Regions from separate parts of the Triticum aestivum genome. Here region 2 is linked to region 1. Evidence: chromatin contacts called from public Hi-C data. All regions are on one chromosome and are shown on one strand. Each heading gives the region's core, a stretch centred on a gene start, on an enhancer-like site or on the middle of the called end of the contact. The rest is flanking DNA. Distances are from core to core; before and after follow the strand shown.

Region 1 (6,416 bases), core at 2,838-5,337:
TAGCATGCGCAACAAAGATGCCTCTGTCTTTGTGGCAAACAGGGTGAAAATAGTAAGCATGCATCGAGCACTGATATTATCACAGTCGATGAAACCAAGAGCATAAGCAACAGGATCCCACATTCTTGTGATGCTCTCTCGAGTACCACCTCTAGACATGAACCAATCAGTGAAACTTACCTGAAAAAGTGTATATAGAACTCTATATTTAGATTTAGGAATCAGCTACAACTGAGTTACGCTGGGGAAAAACTTAAAAGGAATTGTTCTGAAGTCCCATAGACTCATGCTAGACTAAACAGTTTGCAAGGAGGATGAAATAAAAGCAAGTGCACAAGGAACCCACTATCCGAATTTAAAATATATAGCATATATGCACAGTGCTAATGACACTGACAAAAAGAAGAGGAATTCTTACATCATCCAAGTCCCGTACTTGTTGCAATGCACCGTCTGGATCAACAAGAGCTCGAACAACTGGGCTTAGGGCAAGAGCAACTGCATTCCTTGCCTTATCATAAACCTGCAACACAATTTAAATATATACAATTAAACCATCTGACAAAGCAATATGCAGCAAACTAAAGCGACGGGCAAAGTTGACCAGACTTCCAGTGCTTATTTTGCGCTCACGCTTATAGAATCTTTCACTTGTTACAAGTTCAGACAGAAAATTCAGATCTCAATAAACCTGAAGATAGGGTGGTCATGAATTAGGTATATACTATTTAAGGTATTTGCACAAATAGGCAGTTGTGAGGACTTTGCAATGCTTTGATTATCCATAAGACAGAAGAATAACAGAACACACAAATTGTACTCCTTCTGTAACTTAATAGAAGACGTTTTTGACACTGGCATAGTGTCAAAAAACGTCTTATATTATGTTACGGAGGGAGTAACAAACTGTACTGTATCTGAAATTAGCATGAGCTGCAAGCTATTTATTTTCAAAGGGAATAGCTTGCTGCAGTTAACAGAGTGATCAACTGTAACTGCTTTCAAGAAATATTTGCCCATAGTTCGGCTGATTGCATTGTGACCTAATGAAAAGGGAGTGCTGAGGTGCCCGATTACTACTTTCACAAAATTGTGGCATGGGCTGAAAAGATATGCTTTCAGATGAACTTCAGAAGATGTTCAGAGGGAATAACATACAAAACTACAGTTAAGTTGCAGATTCAAATAGAGAGATACTGCAAGAATCATGGGCATGATATTAATAAAGTGCAAGGCAAAAATGTTACAATAAGTTGCAATGTGTAATTACAAACTGTAAGAGAAACAAATTGCAAAGCCAAATTACTTCATATGATTTTATTGTTCTGTGTGGTAGTAGCAAATGAAATTCTGAACTGATTACCTTGAGTTGATTGGTTCTTAGAAATGCTTGGATACCATGTAATGGAGCGCCCACAGGGAACCGAAAATCAAGTTCTACACAGAAAAGCGAGCGCTATGAAAACCTCCAAAAATTAAGTAAATGTGAATATGCATAGCAAATATGAGTTCAGCTGGTTTGGCCAATAAAGTACACAATATGGCACAAAGCTAGAAAAACATACAGCATTTGCATTTAACTTCAACTATACTACAACAAATTGGAACATTATAGTTTTCAATTATATTACAAAAACTCGAAAGTAATCAAGAATGAGTTTAACATTACAGCCTAAGACCATGTTTCCTCCTACGATAGTTAGGTACTTCAGTATATGATAAATGAACTTACCACCAACAATGCCCCCTTTATTTACAAAAGTATGGGTATGTTCCTTGACTAGTAGATTATTATCAGCCCCAACCTGAAATACAAAATATCAAATTTCACCAACAATTAATACTGTTAAGTGAGGACAATATTGCACATGTACCAATCACACAGCCGCACAACAAAATTTACATGCTTCATACAGACAAAAGGATTCTCCATGCGATAGGCTAAATTTATTCAACTCTGAAGTATACAAACCCAATTCCAAACTTTTCAGGTTATAATATCTCAATCATGTCCATAGCTGCTTTTTTTGGCAAGGAATCTCCATAGCTACTCAAGGTAGTCAATAGTAAAAACACACTCCACACTGGTTGTTTCTCCAACAATCCAAGAGTAAAAAAACAGTACCTTCTTCATGAGGCGGAAAAGATTGCTGTAACAACCAAAGAAGACATGCAGCCCCATCTCGATATGGTTCCCTTGCTTGTCGACAAAAGAACCAACCTTGCCGCCAATAAAAGTTCGGGAGTCATACAGATCAACCTGCAAAAGTCAAGACACCAATTTTTGGCAGTGTTACAATGACACAGCTTTTCCTGGAGGAACACGATTTCGCATTGCTGAAGGCAGCAAATCAGCAAACCTCATGTCCCTGGTCCAAGAGCTCTACTGCGGTGGACATGCCGGCGAGGCCGGCACCTATGATGGCGACCTTGAGCTTCGGGCCCCTGTAGTGCTCAGGCTCCGGTGGGAACAGTCCTTTCGGTGCTGCGGCAGACAGAAAAGGCAAAATACGCAAATCAAGATTTCTTCCAGTCTGGCACTAGGGTAAGGTTGTTGAGAACCAAAATGGGACCAACTAAAAACACATGGTCTGCATACAACTGATCCATGAATTCAGCAATATAGGATTAGCTAATACCCGATTGCAGCCACAACTCTGACCAAATTAGGCTGTGTAAAAGCTCATAACGATTTAATTAACTCATTCCTCGGCTACACCAGTTCTCCAATAAGTTCCTTAGTGGATATGGCACTCCGGGTCAAAGCTATTGAACCCAAGAGGAACTAACGACATACAGAAGGAATTCAAATATTTAGGTGCCAGACAAGTCCCAATTCTCGATTCCATCCACAACTCCGCCCAAAAATTACGGTGCTGTGGGGACTCACTGATTTGGCAGTATGAATTTAAAGGGGAGTACACCACTGGATCATTATATAGCATCATCTACTTTAGAGGGATCTAGCCTATCTTTATTCCCTCTATTTGGTCCATTGTTGTTCCTCCGAGGGTTCAAATCTTCATGTGGCTCCTCTCCCACAACAAACATATGACTAACAATAATCTTAGCAAGAGAGGGATTGAAAAACCTCCAGAATGTGTTCTTTGTGCATAGCAAGAATCTATTAAGCATTTATTTTTTTGATTGTACTGTGGTAAAACAGATTTGGAGGTACATTTCCAGTTTCTTTTCTTGTGAATTACTAACATAAGGACCATATCACCCTGAACTCTGTTTGTGTCTGTGTATTATGGAGCATATGGAAATATAGAAATTCCCATGTCTTTGATAATGCTCTATGGATCGACATGAAACAGATATGGTGGCTTATTCTGGTGAAGACAAAAAATTGGATGATTCTTGTCAAGGAGGGGCCTCTGTTGAATATGGAGGACTTTGCTCAGATGATCTCTTTTATCCTCAAGGCCCCCTTCCAGCTGACAGTGGAAGTAAGATATGCTGACAGAAACACTGAGGGTGTTTTCAGTCAAGCACTACTTACCAAACTATCACTGGGAGGTGCCTCTCGGATAGATGAAGTTATCTCGGCACCAGCACCACCTCCAAGGAGACCTGGACTCAGCTCGATCACCCCTCTGGAGCTGCCCCTTTCCCCGATCCAGTCACTAAGGAAATTCAGAGCCCCTGCCCTCCTGATGGTCCAAAAAACTTTACTGCGCTCAAAGTTCACAAGGATGAACTAATTCGCCTTATCTGTGCCATTCCGATACCAAAACAGGGATTAGATACTCAAAGAGACGTCCTCACCGTTGATGGCCATGTCGGAGACCTTTCTGTCGAGCGAGCATCGAACCACACCGCCGGCCGCCGCGCGCTGGCAGGACGGCCCGCGGCGCCGGCCGACTACGAGGGCCGAGACTAGCGTGCACGACGTGGCGGCCATGGCCGTGGCCTCGTCGACGCAAAAGCAGTACAAAACACGAGGAGCAGTGAGGGACGAAGCCGGGAAGATGGAGCCACTGGGCGAGGAATAGTATAAATTGTGTGAGCGCGGAGAGGAGGAACCGATGAAGATGGGAAGGGAAAGCACAAATTTGTTTGGAAGGCGAAGATGCCGTCGAGTTGGGGATTTGTCGTGTGGCCACAGCCTCGTGCACGTGCCACCATCATCCACCGGTGCGGTTTGAGTGGATTATTGTTTGCCGATCCAAAAGTGATGCTTATTCAGAACATCTTCAACAGCCGCGCTATGTACGCGCTGGGTTGAAAAAGTAGTGCTTTTAACACCCGTTATTATTCCGGACGCTCCAGCGGACGCATAAAAATCGCGTGCGGCATATGTTCAGCGCGCGGGCGAAAACGCCATCGCGCGCCGCTTATTTGCTGCGCCCGCTCCCGCGCGCTATACTCTCGAGCGCTCCAGCGCAACTCCACCTACCCATCCAGCCGCGCCGCCGCCGCCGCCGCGTCATCCCATTTTTCTGGCGACCGTTCCGGCGCTTCCCCGGTCTCTTCCCGCGGGCCGCGACTTCCTCCCTCTTTCTCTAGTCAGCGCCGCCCGTCGTGCGCAGCAGTCCTACGACGAACAGCGCCTGGCCACCCACCGCCGCTTGGCGCCCGCAAGGTGTTTGACAAAAGGCCCGCAAGGTATGTATTGCTTCCAACTTGCACATTTTTACATGAAATTTGGTGCATGTTGTTTATAGCCTAGTTTTGAATATTTTAGATGAGTTCGTCATATGATTCTTAAGAAGAATTTGATATGGAAGAGGAGGAGGATCTTGCAATGATCCTAGTTATGCACATCAATAAAAAACCGAAGCACGGTGGTCCGGTTATGGGCCGGCAGAAAATTTGGAGGGATATGATTGATGCCCACAACAGATTGATGAGGCACTATTTTATGAAGAATCCCGCATACACCGAGTCGTACTTTCGTCGTCGGTTTAGGATGAGCACCGAGTTGTTCAGGCGCATTGCAGAGAAACTAGCGAGCCATGACCGGGTTTTTTCAGCAGAGGAGGAATGCCGCCGGAGAGCTCGGGCATAGCACCTTTCAGAAGGTGACAGACGCTTTGCGTATGTTGGCATATGGTATCCCCGCTGATCTAGTTGATGATCACTTGGCCATGGGTGAGAGCCAAGCCATCATGTGTGTCAAGCGCTTCGCAGTCGGAATTGTGCAAGTGTTTGGCCCGGAGTACTTGAGAACTCCCAATGCTGAAGACGTAGCAAGGCTATTAGTGATGAACAAGGCTCGAGGGTTCCCATGTATGTTTGGCTCAATAGATTGCATGCATTGGAGTTGGAAGAATTGTCCAAAGGCATGGCATGGCCAATTCCATGGACAAAAAAAAGGGTTCCACTATAATCCTTGAAGCGGTGGCCGATCAAGAGACTTGGATTTGGCATGCTTTTTTGGAATGCCTGGATCTTTGAATGACATCAACGTTGTCAACCGGTCACCACTAATGAGTAAGATTGCAAATGGTGAACTGCCACCGGTGCAGTTTGTAACTAATGGTCGTACATACAACTATGGCTACTATCTTGCGGATGGCATCTACCCAAAGTGGCAAACATTTGTGAAGCCGTTGAAAAAACCGAAAGGTAAGAAATGTCTTGATTTCCACAATGTTCGGCGGCTAGAAAAGATGTGGAGAGAGCTTTTTGGATTTTGCAAGCCCAATTTGCTATTGTGAGAGAGCCGTGCTATACACACGACAAATTCAGACGACTCATGCACGATAAACTAAATCCAGCCGGACATGCGTGCATGCATCGGGACATCTGCCGCTCGATTTCCTTGTCGTGCATACATCGGCCACAAGGATCGTGCATGAATCAGTTTCGATTGTGAGAGGACCAGCTAGATTTGGGGATCAAAAGATGCTTTGGTACATAATGCACGCTTGTGTGATCATGCACAACATGATCATCGACAATGAGTGTGGCCAAGATATAGACTACTCTCACTATGAGCTCTTGGGACATCCCGTATGAGTGCGGCGGAGGGCCTAAAGGGTGGCCCGTTTTGTTGCCTCCTATCATTCCATTCGACGTCCGACAGTGCATAGTGAACTAAAAAAGGATCTCATTGAGGAGTGGTGGGCTTGAAATGACCGCCAAAGAGTATCATGATTTGTGTGTTTGATGTTGTATTGTTGAACTATTTGTTGTATTTCATGAAAGATACTATTTGTTTGAATTGTAATAATAGATTAAACTATTTATTTTAAACTTGGTTGAATGATGTTTGCGATTTAAATTATATTCCATGTGTTTGTTTTGTGGATGTGTTGTGTCCAAAATGCATCAAATGTATGCATCGGCTGCTCGCGCGCGCTCATTTTAGCGCGGCTGCTGGAGCCAGCGTTGTGCGCTGTGCCAAACCTGACGATGGGCGCGTCACAAACCAGATTTTAGCGCCCCGCGCGTTGGGCGGTTGTTGG
Region 2 (6,506 bases), core at 2,560-5,059, 680 kb after region 1:
TTCTACTCCCTCCTTCCATCTATATAGGGCCTAATCGTTTTTCGAGGCTAACTTTGACCAAGTATTAGAGAAATAATATATGACATGCAAGTTACACAAAGCATACCGTCAAATTCGTACGTGAAAGGAGCTTCCAATGGTATAATTTTCATAATATACATCTCATTTATTGTTAGTCTTATCAATAGTCAAAGGCGGTCTTGAAAAAACATTAGGCCCTATATAGATGGAAAGAGGGAGTAGTTCTTTTTTTTTTGTTTCTTGTTGCTGCATTATATATTTGTGAGAGCTTAGATGTGACATCCTTAAAAAACATCTAGACAAACTGTAGGAATATCTGCTTAAAAAACATCTAGACAAACTGTAGGAATATCTGCTCGTCAAGACTGGCAATGGCCCATGTCCGCATACCAATGAGAAAACAACCAACTGCATGAATCTCAGTACAGCCCAGCGGCTCAAATATCTAGAATGTTTTCACATGAATGTTTACAGCGCACCACGTAACAGATTCAAGTTTGAGAAAAAAATGACTACTCTAGCTTCTTTTTCCTCTCAGCCTGCAAGGGTAGCGTGCCTTTCATACGTTTTAGCGAGGAAATAGATATCACAGATACACAGAACATGACAACATGTCGTCGTGGGTTGATAAAAACTTGCACAATTTTGAAGAGTTCAACTCACCAGGAACCACAACATCACAAACATGAAAAGAAATAACTTTGATTATATTTTGACAATTTGACTGGAATTATGAAATGGAAATCAATCAATTCCATTTGATTCAAGTCACAACTGAGAAATGAAAACTGAAGGGAGCACCGGATTTTGGAACACAGGAAAATATTACCATTACAAAATCCTCGCAGGAAGAAACACAAGTCTTTCTTTGAGATGGAGTATAATTTATTTAAGATAATTCCATCCATCCTCATTCATGAGTTTGCGGACTTCAACTCACATTCTAAAGATGCGGATGAAAAGGACATAAAAATGTAAGATGTCATCATCAACCAGTCAATGCAGCATTGAGCGCACTGTGAACATCCACTCCGATCTGAGCTTCCGCCTTCTCTAGGTCAGTCGAGGCTGATCCAAGCTTGGCAGTGAATTCAGCAAGACCTTTCTGGACCAAGCTTTGGTCAATCTGATCAAGGGGGACAGCCTCAACAGCCACAACATCAGTAATGGAGTTTGCATGGATGAATGCAAAGCCACTGCTCACAAAGTACTTTGTAACATCATTTCCCTCGTGTACAGACATAACACCAGGCTTGAGCTCTGCAATTGTGGAAACATGGCCTGGCAAAATACCCATCAGGCCAGTTGTAGCCGGTACCATTACCATGTCAACCTGACAATAGCCAAACAATATGAGATGAGTAGTGACAAAAACATAAGACCATACAAATGATCAAGAGTAGCACTTTAAGCGAGCATAAGCATTTAGGAATCAATGTACAAAATTTGAAAATCATTCTCCGACCTTCTCCCACCAAAAATACAGCATCACAAAATGAACTTACCTCAAACACCAAAATTACTTATCAGACAAATAGCAACAATAAAATTGATAGCTAATAACAAAATTGGAAACCTAAAAAAAGGTAAATTCAAGGACTCGAAAAAAAATTCAGATAACCAAAGACACTAGGTAACTTAAAGTAAACATTATTAACTGTAGATTAAGTTTAAGAAACGCTTGGCACATCAGACCATCAATTCACCTTCTGGCCGTCTAATAATTTAATTATTCATATCATGATTTGACACAGATTTGAGCATGTTCTACTCCCAGTTCAAGAAACCCACTCATCGCAATAAAAGATGCTACTCCCTCTGATCCCAAAACATTCGGAAGTTATACTATGAGTAGTAACTGGCTCAGTTGTTTTCCCACAACATTTATACAAGATCGGAGGGAGTAGTATTTAAGCAACTCATGACATGTCTTTGATACACTAAGAATAATACAGAAACATTCATAGCTAAATTGGAAACTGTACTGGGGCATTGCTACCACAAAAGGTCAAGAAAATATATCATGGGAGAATGTTATGATTGTTCCAGACACAAAGACTGTTTGTGCAAAACAGTGCAGTAAGTGAATGAAGGTTATCTCAATCAAGAAAATTGACAACAGGTATAATTAGTTAATGTCAGCGAGGGCAAATGTCGTTAAACATTAATATTGTTCCAACTACTGTAGCAACGGTGCACCATATCATGTGATCAGAAGTTCACAACTCATATAAATGTAGCCCTATTGTCCTAAATCCACTAACAAGGCTCCGAACTACAGCTAAAAAATAAGAATAATGAACCATATCACAACAAAGGAACAAACCAGAAAGCAAACAGAGCACTAAGGGGCTGTTTGGATATTGCCTATGCTAACCCTGCCAATGCATGGGCAAGCCAAAATACTGGCGCTGCTTTCTGCCGCCCACGCCCTGGCCAGTAGTTGGCAAAAAAATGAACTAGAAAGCTGGAGGTAGTCAGGGCACGCCAAAGAATTGGCTTCGATACAAACGGTTCCCATGTACCCGGTCAACGCCAATATTTTGGCTTGGCAGCCTGGGGCGTCAATCGGAACAGCCTCTAAATGCAAAATATGAAAGAAAAATCGTTTTATCGGACTAATACTTAATCTAGGCACTGGGCTAGAAGCTTGGGAGAAGAAAAACATACAAGGATACCCACAAGGAGGCATGTCACAATCCTCACGGTACAAATTGAAAAAAAAAATCATAGAAGTCTACTAGGACGCCACTAAGAATTTAATGGCCTGAAGATGCTAGCAGAAATCTAAAGTGCTTACAATTAAAGCATCCACAGCCCCAAGTGAAAACTGCAGTTCCTTGTGGACGGCAATAACCATTAGGAGGACACATGTTCTACTCAGTACAGTCAATCAACATATAAGCCATCTGGTGCATGGCACTCCAAAAAGGTGAGGTTTGGAATGATCAGGCTTACCCACAGAGACATCAGATTAACTGATATAATCCAACAATCTCACGCAGACTACAAAACTGAAGCGCACCCATGCACAGGATCAAAGCGCAACAAGCGACCCAGCACAACCATTCCACCAGAACAATGACATGATCAAAAGCATCCCATGACAAGACCATACAAGGGACATTCGGGGTTCCTAACCAAATCGCCCCTAGGATTCCACCCATCCCGCGGGATGAACCAGATCACAAAGGCCCCTCTCACACGTCCCTAATCTCCGACCGAAAAAAGAAAAACGGCCGAAAGATCGTGCGAACGGTCGGAACCCTAGACGCACACGCACAGATCTGAGATCGGGAGGTGGGACGACGGGGGAGGTTACGACGATATACCTCCTTGTTGGTGATCTCGGACTTGTAGGGGAGGACGAAGTTGACGGTGAGCTTGGAGGGAATGGAGGCCGGCGTGGGCGGGCGGGGCTTCATGGCCGACATGGGCGTCTGGGGGGGCTCGATGATTGTGGTCACCTTCTTCCACGCCTCCAGGAAGGCGGGGTCCTCGCCCGCCTCCGCGGGCGCCTGCGCCGTCGCGAGGGCCCTGCGGCTCATGGAGCCGCTGCCGGCAGCGGCGGCGCGGGACGCGAGGCGGCGGGCGGCGTGGCGCAGCATTTTTTTTTTCTCCTCCCTCGTCGGACAGGTACGGGATGGATGTGTGCGACCTGCAGATGAGTGGGTGCTGAATGAATTGGGGTTTCGGCGATTTGGAGAAGGCGACGCTAAGAGGAGTGGCGACACTGAAGGCGTTGTTGCGTTTGGGTTGGGCTGTTTGGGCTGGACCCGGCCGGGCCGGGCGCCTGGTAATTGCGTACATATATTTTGGTGGCCTTCTGTTTCACGCAAATCTCAATGATTGTCAGATCTCAAAAAAAAAAATCTCAATGATTGTCTCAAAAAAAAACGCAAATCTCAATGAAATGCAAATCCAATCTTTCCAAAGTCCTCAACATCCTTATTTCCAGATCGCATCATGCTTCTTCCTCTTCATCCGCCATGGTTCGAGACCCCGGGCCACCCAAGAGAAGCAAAGGAGGGAGACACACGATGGGTGGAGGAAGATCACAGGAGAAAATCAGCCAGCGAGACTCTCGACGGGTAACAACTGCCGGAGGAGATAAAAAAAAACTAGGTTTTCCGGCAGGGGAATTGGAGCTATCGTGATAGCTCACATAAGCAGCTCTACGCTTTTTTTTAGACAAGCTCTACGCTTATATTTGAAGGGGCTTCTAGAGGGTCCCACAATTCATATGACATCAAATTTTGACGTGTCATAAAATGAATGAATAGTTTTTAAATTAAATAAACAAAGAGTTGCCTAGCTGATTTAATTTTCTAATCCATTTCTTCCAAGTTGGCGTATCATAGCGATCAGATTTGCGGAAGAAATATCTAAACGATAACTGGCATGATATTGTCGACCATAACTTTGATTTCTCGATAGCGGGTGGTTTTGGAAACAGAGGTCCAGATTTACTAGCCAGTAGAGCTGGAATTAAGTTACAACATCGTCTCATGTCTTCTTTTATACCAACATTTCAATGTTGAATAGACCAGACAGGGCACACAATATGGGTGGGCAGCATGATCCGGCGATTGCACTCTTACAGTAGTCTTCCGGGGCCTCTTATCTTTTCCTTCACCTCCGCATAATGGCTTGTGGAGCTTGAAGCCAAATACGTGAGGAACATAGCGCTGCGAGGGCTTCTGGGGCTTGAGATGATCGTATGTCATCAGAAACAGGTGAGGAAACAGCAAAATATCTGGACATGGTCAACAAAACAGCAAAATATAACAACAAAATAGCAATTTTCTTCAATTATGATATCCCCGTGATGCAGATATGTAAATATTTCTTTGTAGATGACACTCTTTTTTCCCCACGAGAAAAACACACCAATTTGAGACAGTATAATAAGAGAGTGATTAGGATACTGCCTTGGTATTTAGACCGTGGATAGTAGATGTCTTCGCACTTGGGACAGTATATCTTCACTGTACTAGATCAGTGAATATCCGATTGTCCAACTGGTAGACATGGTTGGCCACAGCAATAAACCCGTGGACATCGTCCAAAGTCATAGTTCTTGTATTTCTCCAGCTGCCAAAAGTAAGGAATAAAAGTTACCACTTACTACAAATTAAACTTCACCGACATGAGCGAATTTCAGCCTTTCGGAAACAAATATGGGCAAGTACTAGCAAAGCAAGGTTAGCATAACAGTTACCATAGCAGCCAACCCTTTACCGGTAAGAATGTATCGCGCATGAAATAGCCCATACAACATCTCAGCAGCTGATTCCACTAGCTCATTTTGTTCTTCTGTGAAAATATCACCTACATATTCAAATAATCAAGAACATCAGCAATAGCAGTAGGCAATGTAAAAGGAAACATGCACAATACCATGCCATGGACAAGTGAGAGCCATATATTGCACGAAATCAACCAACCAAAGCCCATGCAAAGGATTGATGTTATTTAGTGTGGCAGATAAAACCTTCCATTTATGCTTACAGTAATTGATATGGCACCTTTTACTTCAGCGTTTAACTAGTAAAGAAACAAATTCAAGGGCATTGGGAAACTAAAAAAAAATCTGTAACACCAAAAATGTATTACCTCCGTCCCAAATTACTTGTCTTAGATTTGTCTAGATACGGATGTATCTAACACATATCTAGACAAATCTAAGACAACTAATTCGGGACGAAGGGAGTACTTAGAAACAGAGCCCAAGCAACCAGTAAGTGTTAGCATCACTACTAGTAAAGGCTTTGAGCATCCAAACTAGTGACGTTAAATGAGTCAAATAACTGTATAGGGACAACACATTTGCATCATATCAAATGCAGAAATGCATCTAACATTTCTTGTTAACATACACCCGTCGGGTGGTTCCATTTAAATGAGTAAATATTGAGAACAATTACCATGAGAAGACTCGATATCTAAAATGAGATCAAGAACATAATCATAATATGGAACTTGACTGCTAAGCCCACAACATTGAAGTCATCTTGAATGTAATCATCATCGATTTCACAGAAGAACGCATTCCCTCTTAGGTTGCAATACCATGAAATCCAAGAGGTGTCTTCTCCATCAGAGCCACTAACATCTGATGCTTCACTGTCAGATTTAGACTCCCCTGCAACGTGAAGAGCATGGAAGCATCAATGCACTTGTTCACAAACTGATTCTCTCTCAAACACGCACCTAAATGCAGGTCAATATTTATTAAAAGAAAATGACAAAGAAGGCGCAGCAGTAGATCCCACCAAAGGCGGCCTCCGACCGACAGAAACAAAAACCAGGCTAAGGGGGGAAAAACCTGTACAAACTAGGCTACTAGAAAAACAACAAAATAGAAAAGCAGCAGCATATCTCCTAAGCTAACATAGATGACGCAAATACAACACGCATGCAGAAAATATATACATTGGAGCAACTACAAAAACATAGCTAGCAACAACTTTAGCTAACTAACA

What was found. Hi-C and Micro-C count contacts between places; a contact is called where the count stands out from the background.
Region 2: a Hi-C map of leaf shows a contact between it and region 1, with 6 times the contacts expected there. The contact joins the promoter of LOC123044759 here to the promoter of LOC123044758 in region 1. A contact is called at or near these places in 2 of 5 Hi-C or Micro-C datasets (both in leaf).

Annotation. Positions count from the first base shown.
Region 1 is chr2B:285,987,308-285,993,723 of IWGSC CS RefSeq v2.1, forward strand. It overlaps LOC123044758 (zeta-carotene desaturase, chloroplastic/chromoplastic), which reads right to left and starts at 4,088. Exons shown (of 14, transcript XM_044467646.1): 1 at 3,772-4,088; 2 at 2,361-2,485; 3 at 2,126-2,260; 4 at 1,733-1,805; 5 at 1,364-1,437; 6 at 419-523; 7 at 1-180. The coding sequence starts at 3,907.
Region 2 is chr2B:286,663,789-286,670,294 of IWGSC CS RefSeq v2.1, forward strand. It overlaps LOC123044759 (ATP synthase subunit delta', mitochondrial), which reads right to left and starts at 3,810. Exons shown (of 2, transcript XM_044467647.1): 1 at 3,354-3,810; 2 at 708-1,354. The coding sequence starts at 3,629. The coding sequence ends at 1,010. It also overlaps the pseudogene LOC123039198.